Regions from separate parts of the Mus musculus genome. Here region 2 is linked to region 1. The links are chromatin contacts, called in public HiChIP or PLAC-seq maps. All regions are on one chromosome and are shown on one strand. The core of a region is the stretch at or near the end of the contact, and the rest is flanking DNA. Distances in the headings are between cores, read along the strand shown. Region 1 holds the start of Adnp (activity-dependent neuroprotective protein). Region 2 has its middle 39 kb from the start of Gm17619.

What was found. HiChIP or PLAC-seq counts read pairs in DNA pulled down with a chosen protein or histone mark.
Region 2: a contact with region 1 is called in an H3K4me3 HiChIP or PLAC-seq map of the 230-238 cell line, with 16 times the contacts expected there. The contact joins the enhancer-like site here to the promoter of Adnp in region 1. A contact is called at or near these places in 1 of 15 datasets of contacts at CTCF or cohesin (large pre-B cells), 1 of 484 Hi-C or Micro-C datasets (the G1E-ER4 cell line) and 3 of 115 datasets of contacts at active chromatin or transcription factors (the 230-238 cell line, embryonic forebrain and large pre-B cells).

The regions. Positions count from the first base shown.
Region 1 is chr2:168,202,306-168,208,705 of GRCm38.p6, reverse strand. Adnp (activity-dependent neuroprotective protein) reads left to right here and starts at 1,594. Exons shown (of 4, transcript NM_009628.3): 1 at 1,594-2,132. The region is part of intron 9 of Gm20716 (predicted gene 20716); the gene reads left to right.
Region 2 is chr2:170,230,182-170,236,431 of GRCm38.p6, reverse strand. No RefSeq gene overlaps it. Among named protein-coding and RNA genes, the nearest start is that of Gm17619, 39 kb to the right of the region's middle. Within about 2 kb of position 2,816, at least 18 of the 459 cell types and tissues checked have an H3K27ac peak or open chromatin away from gene starts, as enhancers often do.

The DNA.
Region 1 (6,400 bases), core at 345-2,844:
GCCCTGGCTGTCCTGGAACTCACTTTGTAGACCAGGCTGGCCTCGTGGCCTCGAACTCAGAAATCCTCCTGCCTCTGCCTCTGCCTTTGCCTCCCGAGTGCTGGGATTAAAGGCATGCACCACTGCGCCCGGCTCAAGGTTGCCCAATTTTTATGCTGTATTTTTGTGCTAAATCTGGTGACATAAGCATGCACAGTTTTTTAAGTTCTCCGTCAGAATCCAGCACCTTTTATGCTACAAAGTGAAGCACTGCTGCAATGCAGATGTTCTTCATACCTGTGCTATCACTGCATGAAACCCAGTGTCTGAGGAGAACAGTAGAGATGAATTCACACAGCCTGCCTGTCTTCTGCATTGTGTGCTTCCCCATCTCTACTCCTTGATGAAAGGCCTTAGCCTCAGCCCCACCTCCTTTTAAATAGTTTCTATTCCTTGTTTTACATTGTTGAGCTATTGATTAGGGGTTTAAATATATGTTCTAATAATTGCAAAAAATAAATGTTAGGTGGAAGTTTGTTCAACTTCCCAACCAAACCCTTAGACACTGAGCTGTCTGTATATATAGTCTGATTCTTTCAAAATTTGCAACTTTGTAGAGACCTCATGTTGGGGGAGGGGTGGCCAATCCTTCACAACTGCACTTGCTACTTTGTAGAGCTTTTAGCCATCCTTATCTACGGTAGGGTAACTACTGTTCCTTTAAAGTGGACCGAGGCTGTTGATGTTGACATGGTATGTTGGTTGGGGATGATCCAAAGTTACAAAGCCAACAGTGCAGGTGCTGTCACATACCAGAATTGTGGGTGAGTGCCAGACCGTTTTCATCCTTAGCCATTGACAATCCAATGGCCTCAACTCTACAAATCCCACTTTTTTTTTCCTTGAGTCAATGGTAAGTGGCCATCTGATGACTTGAAGGAATGACTTGAGTCCAAGGAACAGCAGAAGTGAAAAGCTGAGTCCCTGTCTATCCCATACCAGTTCACTAGAAGAGCTGACATGGCCTCAGAGCTGTGTCATCTCAAAAAATGGGAGGAACACGAGGGCATCACACCTCATTAAAGGCAGGAGGCAGCAGGCTCAACCCTTGGCTTTGCCTCCAGCTTGGGAGAGCTGACTCTGAGCACGTGGGCCTTGGGCAGCCCCAGGCGCCCTCCTGCCAGATGTAGTTCAGGCCCAGATGGGCCCGCGCAGGGATCCCCAGTGCAGCCACCTGACTGACTGTCGAGGCGTGCTGCGGCCCGCTACTTCTGCCTCCGCCGGCGGCGCTGCGGTCAGAGGAAGGCACCCAGGAGCGCAGTGCGGCCATTATCCACGGCGCCTCCTAGTGGGGCAATGGCAAAGCCTCCACGTTCTCGCGAGAGCTCCCCTCAGTGGGGATTATATAATCTCACCCAGGAGAGGCTGGGGGGGGCTGGGGCCACCCTGCCATAAGGAAAGTGGGTGTCGCCGCAGCCGAGGACCGAAGAGCTCTCCCTTGGGGGGGGGTCGCCGAGTAGGGGGTCCATGGCCCCCGCCCCCCCCCAGCTGGACAATGAGTCCTCTTATGCTAATGAGTCGCTTACGTCACTTCCGCTCTTTCTCGGCCGCCATTTTGGCTAGGGCAGGTTCGGGGACTTGCTCTGAGGCGCTTGTATTGTCTGCTGAGGGGAGACGCGGGACCAGCCCCCTCCCCCGCCCGCCGCCGCCGCCGCCACCCGTCCGGTCTACCCGCCGCCGCCGGGACCCATGAGCTGAGCGCCCGCCCGCCGCCATCTTGGCCCCCTCCCCCTCCAGCCGCGCTCGCTCGGGGGGGATTTGGCGTCGCCTCAGCCACAGCTCCCTCTCTCGGTCTCCGCCGCCGAGGAGCCGCGCGGCCGTCGCCGCCCGCCTGCCCGCCCGCGACGGTGAAGCCGCGGCCCCACGCCCTCCGCCGCCCTCCGCCCCTCCTTTGTCTGCACTGCCCGCGCCGCCGCCCGCCGCTCTGCTGCGCCCGCCGCGCCCCCCGGCAGCAGCCGCGGCCGCGGCTCGAGCCGGAGCCCGAGCGCGACGAGGCCCCGGGCGCGTCCTCGCCGCCATCGCCGTGCCGCCGTCCACCCGCCGCCGTGCTCTAGAGCACGCCGGCCCCGCGCACGCCTCGAGGCCGAGCCAAGGTAAGCCCCGCGGCCCTGCCCGCCGCCGATCCCGGGCGCGGTCATTGTGCTCGGCGTGCACACACCGCCTCGAACCCCAGTCGGCCGCAGCCCTCCTGCAGCCCGATCCCCTTCTCCGCCCCGCGGGGCTGCCGGCCGGCCACCATGGGCTTTTGCGGCTAGTGGCATCTTCCCGCACCCACCCCGCCCCCAGCCGAACCCCGCTCGCTCTCTCGTCCTCAGAACTAATCCCCTCCCGCCCTCCCCCAGTCCCCGGAACCAGCCTTCTGCCAGGTCTGCCCACCCTAGGCTTGGAAAGGGGGGAAAGGCCTGGGGGGCGGGGAGCGTGCATGGCAGAGGGTGAAAGTCTTTGCCTCCCCAACAACATGCCAGTTTCCCTCCCATCCTAACCACCACAGCCCCTCACCGGCCCTGCTTTCAATCTGGGCTACCTGGTCAGCACTCCCTCTTTAGAGCTTTCTGATCAACTTTGCAGTCAGAAAATGGAAATCCAGAAAGCCGCGGAAAGAATTTTTTTCGAATGCAATGAATGGGGAGTAGTTCTTTGAGCACCCTCTTATTCGCCTCTTCTTTCCTCTGAGCTGCCTGTCCTTCTCCTCCCTTCCCCACCCTACCCCCAACCTGGATGCCTGTCTGCTAGAAAAGGCGCGATTGCTTCTCTTCTTCTCTCCAAGAAGTCTAATACTCATTTTAGTCTCACTCCCTGCCACACACCCCAAGTGTCTTCTCAGTGTTCTTCCAGTCACCAGGTCCTCTGGACAGTTCTTGTCATAACCCCATTTCACAGACAAAGGCTTAGGAGGGAAAAAGAACCAAACTGTTTCCTGTGTTAGCCATTTTAATGCTGTCCAGCCCCAAACGCCCAGTTCCCATCCCTGATGCTTCTTGTGCCTGTATCTTGAACCTTCACAATGGGATGTGTGTCGGGGGGTGTCTCTTGGATAGCTTTGTGCAGTTTCTTTATAAATCTGCATTGTTGCTTCTGGTTTATGGTCATGGAGAAAATACCAGCCCCCACCCAAAAGGCACTGCAGCCAAGTCGGTTAAAGGCACTGAGTGTGGGAGTCAGTAGGGGGCGCATTCCCTGCACTGGGTAAGGCTGCAGAGGGGGGAAGGGCCCCAGAACTAGAACAGGATGTGCTAAACAGCGCCTTCTACAGACCATGGGAAAATGGGTCCAGCAAGACTTGCACTGGGTGAGCTGACAGCAACATGGCGAAGGATTAAGTGAGGCTAGAGAGATTTTATTTAAGAAAGCCACTTCTCCGTTTGGAAAGTTGTCTTTTTTTACTTTTTCAAACCTGTTCACCCTCAGACTTTGATTGCTGATCAGTCACCTTGGTGCACATCCTTGGGTCATAGGTTCCCTTTCTCAAGAATTCCTTCACCTTAAGGTTTGATGTGTTGACATCTCTTTCCTAGGCTAGGTGGTAAAGGGGGTTGTTTAAAACCTGAAAGTCACGGGCTTGGGAGATCAGGTCAATCCAAATCTCTCCGACTCTTTTGCGAGTGGAAAGTCATTCTTGAGAGGTTTTATGGGTTGGTGATTTTGACAGCCATGAAAGATGGGTGTCAGGATTTGCAAGGCTTTGTTGGTAAACATCAGGTCCCTATTGAGTTCTTCATTGTCAAACTTAATAGAGTTCACTGCAAAATTGTGTTGCCTTCCACTTTCAGCAGTACACTGTCTGTAGCCAACTGCCTTTGCAAGTGTTGACACCAGTCTTGGTTCGGTGCGCACCCACCTTTTTAGGGTGTGTGGATTTCTGTAGATTTTACTCCTGTTGTTATTTCCATAGGTGTGAGATGCACAGTACGAAACCTAGGCCCCAGCTTTTACATCGTGATGCACAGGGTTGCACTTTTTGTACTGAACTGATAGGTGGCCTAGTGGTTATTCCCTGTACTGCCATTTTGAGGATCTGGACTCCGTTCCCTGCCTTGCTCTTTGGACTGCATTGTCAATTCACACCGGTGGGTATATCATTTTGGAGGGTGGGGACTGCAGCATCAGGAAAGCTAGAGACTTCCTCCTGATCACCACCAGAACATGAACTTTCAAAATTTCAGCCTCGCCACATTCCTCAAGGAACTCGTTAGAGCTGGTTGCAGTAATGGGTTTTGAACGTTTAAAATATGTGTCTCTTTTAAGAGAAAAATTTAAAGTCGATGATGTTGTTGTAATCATTTGCATTCTGCACTTTTGGACATAAAGTTTTAAGTAGTCTATCTCAAGACTTGCTCAGCATCTGAAAGCCTTAGTTACTTGGTTAAAGGGATCTGGGGAAAGTAGTTCATTGGTAGAGATGTGACTGGCCTGGTAAGAGTCTCTGGATTTGATTTGTTCTTGTTTGGTAATATTGACAGTGATGCTAGTATCTGTGAATGCTTTATCCTACTGTTACAGACATCTTACATCGACGTGCCAAGAAAAATCAAGGGATACCAAATATATGTAAATAACTATTTAATGCTTGAAGAGGGTAGGGTTTTTTGTTTTTTAGGGGTTTGTTTGTTTTCGGTTGCTGTCAGGTAGCATTTTGCTGAGTGAAAAAGAGGCACCTTGTTATCAGTATTGCTCTAAAAACTACATTGGATTCATGGTTTGTTATGCATTTTTACTATTTACACAGTCCAATATTAAATACAAGTAAGATTGTTTGTGATCTCGAAATACTGTGGTATTAGTATTTGTTAAACACATAAAGTGAATAAGAAGAGAACAGTTTCCTGTTAGAATATGTGTTTGTGAGATAAAGTTTGCAAATGTGCCTTTGTTCATTCTTATAAATGAAATGACAGAGTTAGCTAGTTTCTTTATGGTGTTGGTCATCAGGGAACCTCGTTGGATGAGTGTGTATGTCCTTACAGTTTCAGCGGTTAGCTAGGTCTGGCACAAAAGGGGAGGGTTGGAAGGTGGGAATTTGTTTTTATCATATGTGAATAGTGTTTTCTTTACATAGATGTGCTTTGTGTGCCTGCAGTGCCCAAGGAAACCAAAAGAGAGCAATAGATTTCCTAACATTGGAGTTGCTGATGGTTATGATGGTAAGAGTGCTGGGAACCGAACTTGGTCCTCTGCAAGAGCAGCTGAGCCATCGCTTAGACCTATGAAAGCTGAGATTTACAGTATATGAACTAGAATCCTTTGACCAGCCTTAGTTAACCTGAGTAGGGAAGTGAGTGTTCTGTTTAATTTATTATCTTGATTTGCTGAAAGGGTTTCTTCTTACTATTGTAATAGTCTCTACTAGACATTAAAAATAACCAGATCTTAAATTTTGGCTCTCAAGACATTATATAGGGAACACCGAGTATGAACTGATTTTTCTTAGATTCTTTTTCTTAAACCAGACTTCAGAAGAAAATCTAATAGCATTTTAACTTCACAATACTGATCAGGTTTTATTTCCACAAAAGCTCAAAAGTAATTGACCAATAATAAGCTTAATTACTGAAAGTATAGATATCTATACAATATAGCATATGAGATTGTTCCCTTGTAGCAAATTTTTAAATATGTGTGTGTGTGTACAGTAAAAAGAATTCAGTCTTTAGAAAGCAGAAACGTTAAGCTCAGCAGTGGTGGCACACACACGCCTTTAACCCTAACACTAAGGAGGCAGAGGCAGGTGGATCTCTGTGAGTTCTGGGCCAGCCTGGTCTACATAGTTAGTTCTAGGACAGGCAAGACTACACAGAAACCTTATCTGGAAAAAACAGAAATGTTCAGAATTATTCTGGCTTAAGGCTTATGTCTGTTCTACAAATTCAATTGTGAAAAGTTGCAATTTAAGAGATAGCTGGAAGCCGGGCGTGGTGGCGCACGCCTTTAATCCCAACACTCGGGAGGCAGAGGCAGGCGGATTTCTGAGTTCGAGGCCAGCCTGGTCTACAAAGTGAGCTCCAGGACAGCCAGGGCTATATAGAGAAACCCTGTCTCGAAAAAGCCCCCCCAAAAAAAAGAGAGAGAGAGAGATAGCTGGTTTATTATAAGGAGAAAAGTAGAAAAAGTAAATTTGGAAAATTTTTTAAATGAAGAAAATTGGGCTGGAGAGATGGCTCTGTAGTTAAGAGCACTGGCTACTGCTCTTCTAGAGGTCATGGGTTCAATTCCCAGCAACCACGTGGTGGCTCACAGCCATCTGTGATGGGATCCGATGCCAGTGAATAAATAAAGGATAAACATTTGTCTTTTTGTTGTTGTTGCTTTATTTTAGTTGAACCCATGGGATTTTTTAGCTCATTAATTAGATGTATATGGATGT
Region 2 (6,250 bases), core at 1,567-4,066, 2.0 Mb before region 1:
CGTTCATAAGGACAAGATTGAAGATACAACAGGTAGCACAGAGCTCTGGGAAATCAGTGAGCAGGCAGGGGGAGGGGAGACTGTCCATGTGTGCATCTGTGTCTGTCTGTCTGTCTGTCTGTCTGTCTGTCTGTGTCTATGTGCATGTGTTCACTTGTAGAGGTCAAGTCTCAGCCTGTGGGAATATCTGACAGGAGAGACAAGCACTCTCAGCCCCTAGCAGCAGGTAAGCCAGCTCAGGACAGAGAATTCAGCCTCAGACAGCTTTGTTTACTCCTGAGTCCACCTCTGATGCTCCCAGTAAAACAAGCCTGCTGGGTTTGTATTCGTGCTTTTAAGCATTCAAACACATTGAAGGGTGTCACACGTTGAAATCAGAACGGGGAAGAGCCCTTATGTTTACGTTGATATAATATATTTATTAATTTTTGAGAGTATCAGATGGGCATACAATGTATTTTCATCTTATCTCCTGACTGCTCCCAGATCTGCCCCCCAATACCCTCCCAACTTTGTCTCCCTCTCTTTTTTCCTAATAACTCACCAAGACAGTTTGTGCTACCCCTGCTTGGGTGTGAGAGACTCTCCACCGGAGTGTGGTCAACCTACCCAACACCACATACTTAAAATAAACTGCCCCTGCCTCTGCCTCTACCATAAACCACCAACTGTTACTGGGGGGGGGGGGGGAGTGGCTCGAGAGCTCCTCGTTGAGTTGTTAGTTTTACATACAGCATAGGGGTCACCTGGGAAGAAAGACCCTCACCTGAAGAATTGCCTCAATCACATTGGCCTAGAGTCATGTCTGTAAGGCATTGTCTCTATTGCAATTGCTGAAGGCCACAGCCCACGGCAGGCAGTACTGCTCCCTGACCTGGTGTTCCTGTGCTGGGCGTGGGTCTGCTTGAGACAGTGAACCCAGTTCCTCTGGGGCTTCTGCCTCTGCTCCTGCCCTGCCCTCCCTCAGTGAAGGACTGGGACCAGGAGGTGTGAGCCTAATAAGCCCTTTCCTCCCTTGAGTGGCTTCACCTGGTCTTCCCCGACCTCTGCTTCTTACAATCTTCCTGCCTGCTCTCCTGACCAAGCCTTGGGGAAGTGGCATAGTTGTCCCAAGTGTGGTTCAGCACTCCAGAGTCACGTGTCCTTTGCACCTTTACCTGTTGTGAGTTTCTGTGTTAACCACCATCCACTGCACAAAGAAACACTTCACTGCTGCGAGAGCTTCACTAATCTTTGGATATAGAAATGCACACTTAAAAAGCAATATTTATTTAAATTATTTACTATATTTAGGAAAAATAATTGAGCCTGAGCTACCCAACCATGAAATTTTTGCCAAATTTACAACCCCAGGCATGTGTTGTGTTCTTTGGAGTTGATCTTAAATCCAATCAGAAAGTGAGTGGTTACACTCATTGTTGTGTTTTATAAAAAGATAAGGGGAGGGCTGTTGAGATGGCTCAGTGAGTAAGAGCACCGACTGCTCTTCCGAAGGTCCAGAGTTCAAATCCCAGCAACCACATGGTGGCTCACAACCATCTGTAACGAGATCTGATGCCCTCTTCTGGAGTGTCTGAAGACAGCTACAGTGTCTAGAATAAATAAATCTTTAAAAAAAAGAATATTAAAAAAAAAAAAGATAAGGGGAGAAGGAGTGTGTTTGGTGGAGGTGCAGTAGGGTGTGGGGGGAGGGGGCGCCTCCATGGGCCCATGCTGAAGCAACTCTTCCGCCTGAGGGTCCAGCCACATGGTGGTATAGCATAGAATAGAGTTTACTCAGGACATGGGGAGGGGAGTTGAGAGGGTAGTAGAGACAGAGAAAGGCAGAGAGAGAGAGAGAGAGAGAGAGAGAGAGAGAAGAGGAGTAGAGGCCGGCCATGAAACGTGGAGAGAGGGGGGAGAAGTGAATGAGAAGAAAGAGGGTAAGGAGACGAGGACAGAGCAAGAGAAGAAGGGGTGAGCAGCCCCTTTTACAGTGAGTCAGGCACAGCTGGCTGTTGCCAGGTAACTGTGGGACAGAGCCTAGACTAAATGCTAACTTTCATAACATCCATGCAACTGTGGGCCTAGGGACACATCAGGTCAGCAATTATTGTAGCTCACGAATAAAGCATATTTTAAAGGTTAATAATAATATAGATTAATAATAATAGTAGTAGTAATATAGATAAGGTTATTGGATGTCAAAAAATTTTTCAGGTTGGGTATATAGTTCAGCTGGTAGAATATTTGCCTAGCATGCAGGGGGCCCTGGCATTGATCCGCAGTACTGCTTAAACCCAGGCATGGTACAAACGCTGTAGTCTCAGCACTCACTCGAAGGGAGAGGCAAGAAGATCAGCTACCCAGTGAGTTCATGGTCAGTCTCAGCCATCTGGGACCCTGTTTCAGAACATCAACAACAAATCTGAAAGGCAGTTACACATGCTTCGATGGTTAGGAAACGTACGGATAATTATAGATATAATCACCTGTATTCATTCACCCTGGGCTTAGGGGTTTGTAAAGTTCCTTTACCTTCATTAGGCCCCCAAATCATCAAGGCTGCCTGGGGAAACAGTGGTTGGAGGGTGGGAGCTCAGCTTTTTTGAGTGAGAGAAGCTATCTGCAGAGAAACCAGGTAATTCAGAGAAAAGCCAAATGGAACCAGGGTCCTTCCCCATTATCTCACGGGGTCACTATGGCATGAGGCTGTCACTCACCCACGTATATAAGACCTGGCCTCCTGGCTTTGGGGAGCAACTGGAGCCCAACCAGGAAGACAGACAACTGGGCAGCTGTTGTGGTGCAGAGAGGGAAAGGAAACCAGAAGCCAGCCAGCCAGTCAGCCAGTTCCTTGCTCTGCCAATCATGAGAGCCATGTGCTCAGGAGCAGGACACTCAGCCTCTCAGGGCTCAGATTTCCTGGCCTGTTTAATGGGTATTAATAAGACTCGCCTCATAGCAAAACTGAAGGTTCAAAGAGTTAACAATATACAAAGTACTTTTCAAAAGTGCGGTGAATGTATACAGTAAGGATCGCACAGGGGTTAGTCGGGGCCATCAATAAAATTAAATAACGGCATTGTGAACGTTCCAAGGGAGCACGATGTGTGAGCGGCCTTGTTGGGACACCTGAGAGTAAATAGTCAGGGAATCTTGGGAGAAGCAGCCCCGGAGCAGGAATGGAGAGGTTCCAACAGTCGGGCCTGAGGCCAGGGCTGGCCAGAAGTGACTGAGCAGATCTCAGCAGGAAACAGTGAACACCTTCCCCACCAGCGCCTGGAAGCCATGGCTTGAGTGGACTTGGGTGTGGTGGGTTTGCATTTATAGAAAAGCTCTTGATCAGTTTTCAAAAGCTCCTGGTCCCAGGAAAGACTAGAAGGTTTCTCCTCCTTTCCTGGTGTCTCAAGGCCTCCCACCCAACTCCTCAAACCTAAATAGCTCAATCAGTGCCTGGCAAGAGAGTGGACGGATGGATACATGGACGGACACATGACAGATAGTCAAGGTCCCTGGGGGCCAAGGCTCAGTGTGGGCCCATCAAGGGATAGACACTCAGTTCTTCTCTGTTGAAAAGCGACCATGGGAAAAGCCATCGTGACAACTGAGAGCGTTGAATTACCACATAAGAGGAGAGAAGCTGGCGTTGGGATGACTTGCTGGATTGGAGGCTTGAGACTCAAGGGTGCTCTGGAGACCACGGCTTCTGTATGTGACAGGGGATCAGCGATCCTGGGAGCATGTCTGAAAACGCACATTCTCAGGACCTATCAACCATCTTTAAAAAATATTTTTTTACCTGTGTGTATGTGTGTGTGTGTGTGTGTGTGTGTGTGTGTGTGTGTGTGTGTGCGCGTGCGCACGCATGTCTCTGTGTGTCTGTGTCTGTGTGCGTGTGCCCGTGCCCGTGCCCGTGCCTGTGCCTGGATGCCCAAGAAGGCCAGAAGTGAGTGACAGATCTCCCTGGAACTGGAGTAACAGGTACTTTGAAGCTACCCAGTGTGGGTGCTGGAAACTGGACTCCAGCCCTCTGGAACTGCGTCTAACTGCTGAGCCAATTCTCTGGTTCCAAGTCACCATGAAAAGGGAGCGTTCTGAATCTAAAGCCACATTAACAGCATCCCCAGGACAAACACCCATGGTCTGGGTGGCACCCCTCTTGAGAACATTCCTTTCTGCACAGAGGAAGGCTGAGGGTTAGTTCACACCTATATCCCCTTCACAGCTCCTCTAAAACTGGCGCAGTGGGTAAGGATGCTTGTTTTGCAAGCACGAGGGCCTGAGTTCGGATCCCTAACACCCGTGTAAAAGCCGTGTGTGGTCATTTGCACCTGTAACCCCACTATTGGAATAGGGGAAAGGGAGATGGTAGAAGGCTAGCCTGGGCATCCTGGCTGCAGGTATAGTTTCCAGTTGAGAGAGAGGGAGGGGGAGGGAAGGAGGGAGGGAGGGAGAGAGAAAGAGAGAGAGAGAGAGAGAGAGAGAGAGAGAGAGAGAGAGAGAGAGAGAGATCCTGTCTCAAGAGACTAAGGAAAGAAGTCTATAGAGAAAGAAGGAAGACAGCTGGCCTCCTCCTTCAGCCTTGGCATATTTTGTGTGTGTGTGTGTGTGTGTGTGTGTGTGTGTGTGTGTGTGTGTGTGTGTGTGTGTGTACATGCATTCACACCTTTTTTCCATCCCCAAAACTTGATGAGTGGAGTATATTCATTTTCACATTTTTTTCTAAGTGTTCTGACATCAAGCAACCCACAGGGCCAGTCACCTGCCTGCTGTTCGATTGGCCAGTCAGCAAGTTATACTTTCTACAGACCCTGGAAAACTCACTGTGATTCTGAAAGGAGGAGGCAAAAGCAGATTCTACCAAGTGATACCACTGTTGAGCCTACATCGTAAGCATCCCATCTAGACCACGTCTACCGAGACCCCTTTCCATATAAGGTTCCATTCACAAGTTCCAAGATGGGACTCCATTCATAACCTACTCCAGGCTAGGAATTCCATTCATAGGTTCCAGGCTGGGGGTGGGGGTTGGGTCGTCCCACCATCATTCACAAGTTCCTGGCCAGGGATTCCATTCATAACCTCCAGGCAGGGGATTGCATTATATTTTTGAAGGGCATATCCAGGCTATTACCTTAACTTTGAAATAGTTTGGTATATTGAACACAAAGCTGTATGCCATGCATTCGTGATTTTGAGAGACTGGACAAGGATGTCTCCAGACCTCAGTGTGGAACACAGCCCTGCCTCTGGAATGGGTAACCTTGGACCTGTCTCTGAGCCCTCTTCCAGAATAGAGAATGAAACAGAAACCTCCCCGATGGTCACTGTGAGAAACTAACAAATGATGTCTTAAAGCACACAGTGCAGTGTGGGAGAGATAAATGGCTCAGCGCATTTGGCTGCTCTTCCAGAGGACCTGGGTTCAATTCCTAGTACTGGCAATATGGCTCACAACCATGTACAGCCTAGTTCCAAGGGATGTGACACTCTCTTCTGACCTGTGGGCACCAGGCATGCACATAGTATATACATTTAGATAAACATGCAGGGAAAACACTCAAACACAAAATGAAAACAGTTTTAAAGATTCCTCTGTGTGTGTGTATGTGTGTGTGTGTGTGTGTGTGCCTCAAGTGTGAGAAGGCTAGCAGAGACCAGAAGAGGGTGTCAGGTCCCCTGGAGCTAGAGTTGCAGGCAGTGTGAGTTACCTGCTATGGGTGCTGGGACTGAAGTTGGATCTTTTAGAAAAGCAGCGATCATTCTTAGCCACTTACTTAATCATCTCTACAACCCACAGCATTTCATTTCTTTTTACAAATTCCAAATCTGATAGAATTCTTATGTCGACATGTCTAAATTGATGTGGATTGCAGAAATAAGGTTTTCTGTTTGACGACAGTGAGGCACAAATCACCAAGTTGCCATAAAACGTAAACTATAAGCAGGGACCTTGGAGCTGGACTCTCAGTCAATAGCATGCTCTGTACCCCTCCAAAGAAGTCACACTTGTAAAAGAGGTACATTGTACAGTGGTGTTATTAAAACATCAGAAGAGGCTGGGCCGTTTAATCCCAGTGCTCAGAAAGCAGAGGCGGGTGGATCTCTGTGGGTTCAAGGCCAGCCTGGATGACACAATAAGTGCATGGAGAGACCCTGTCTCAAAACAAACAAACAATATATATGTAATGTGTGTATGTATATATGTATAGATGTCTCCCTTATTTTTGTTTGTTTATTTGTTTGTTTTTTAGACAGTTTCTCACTA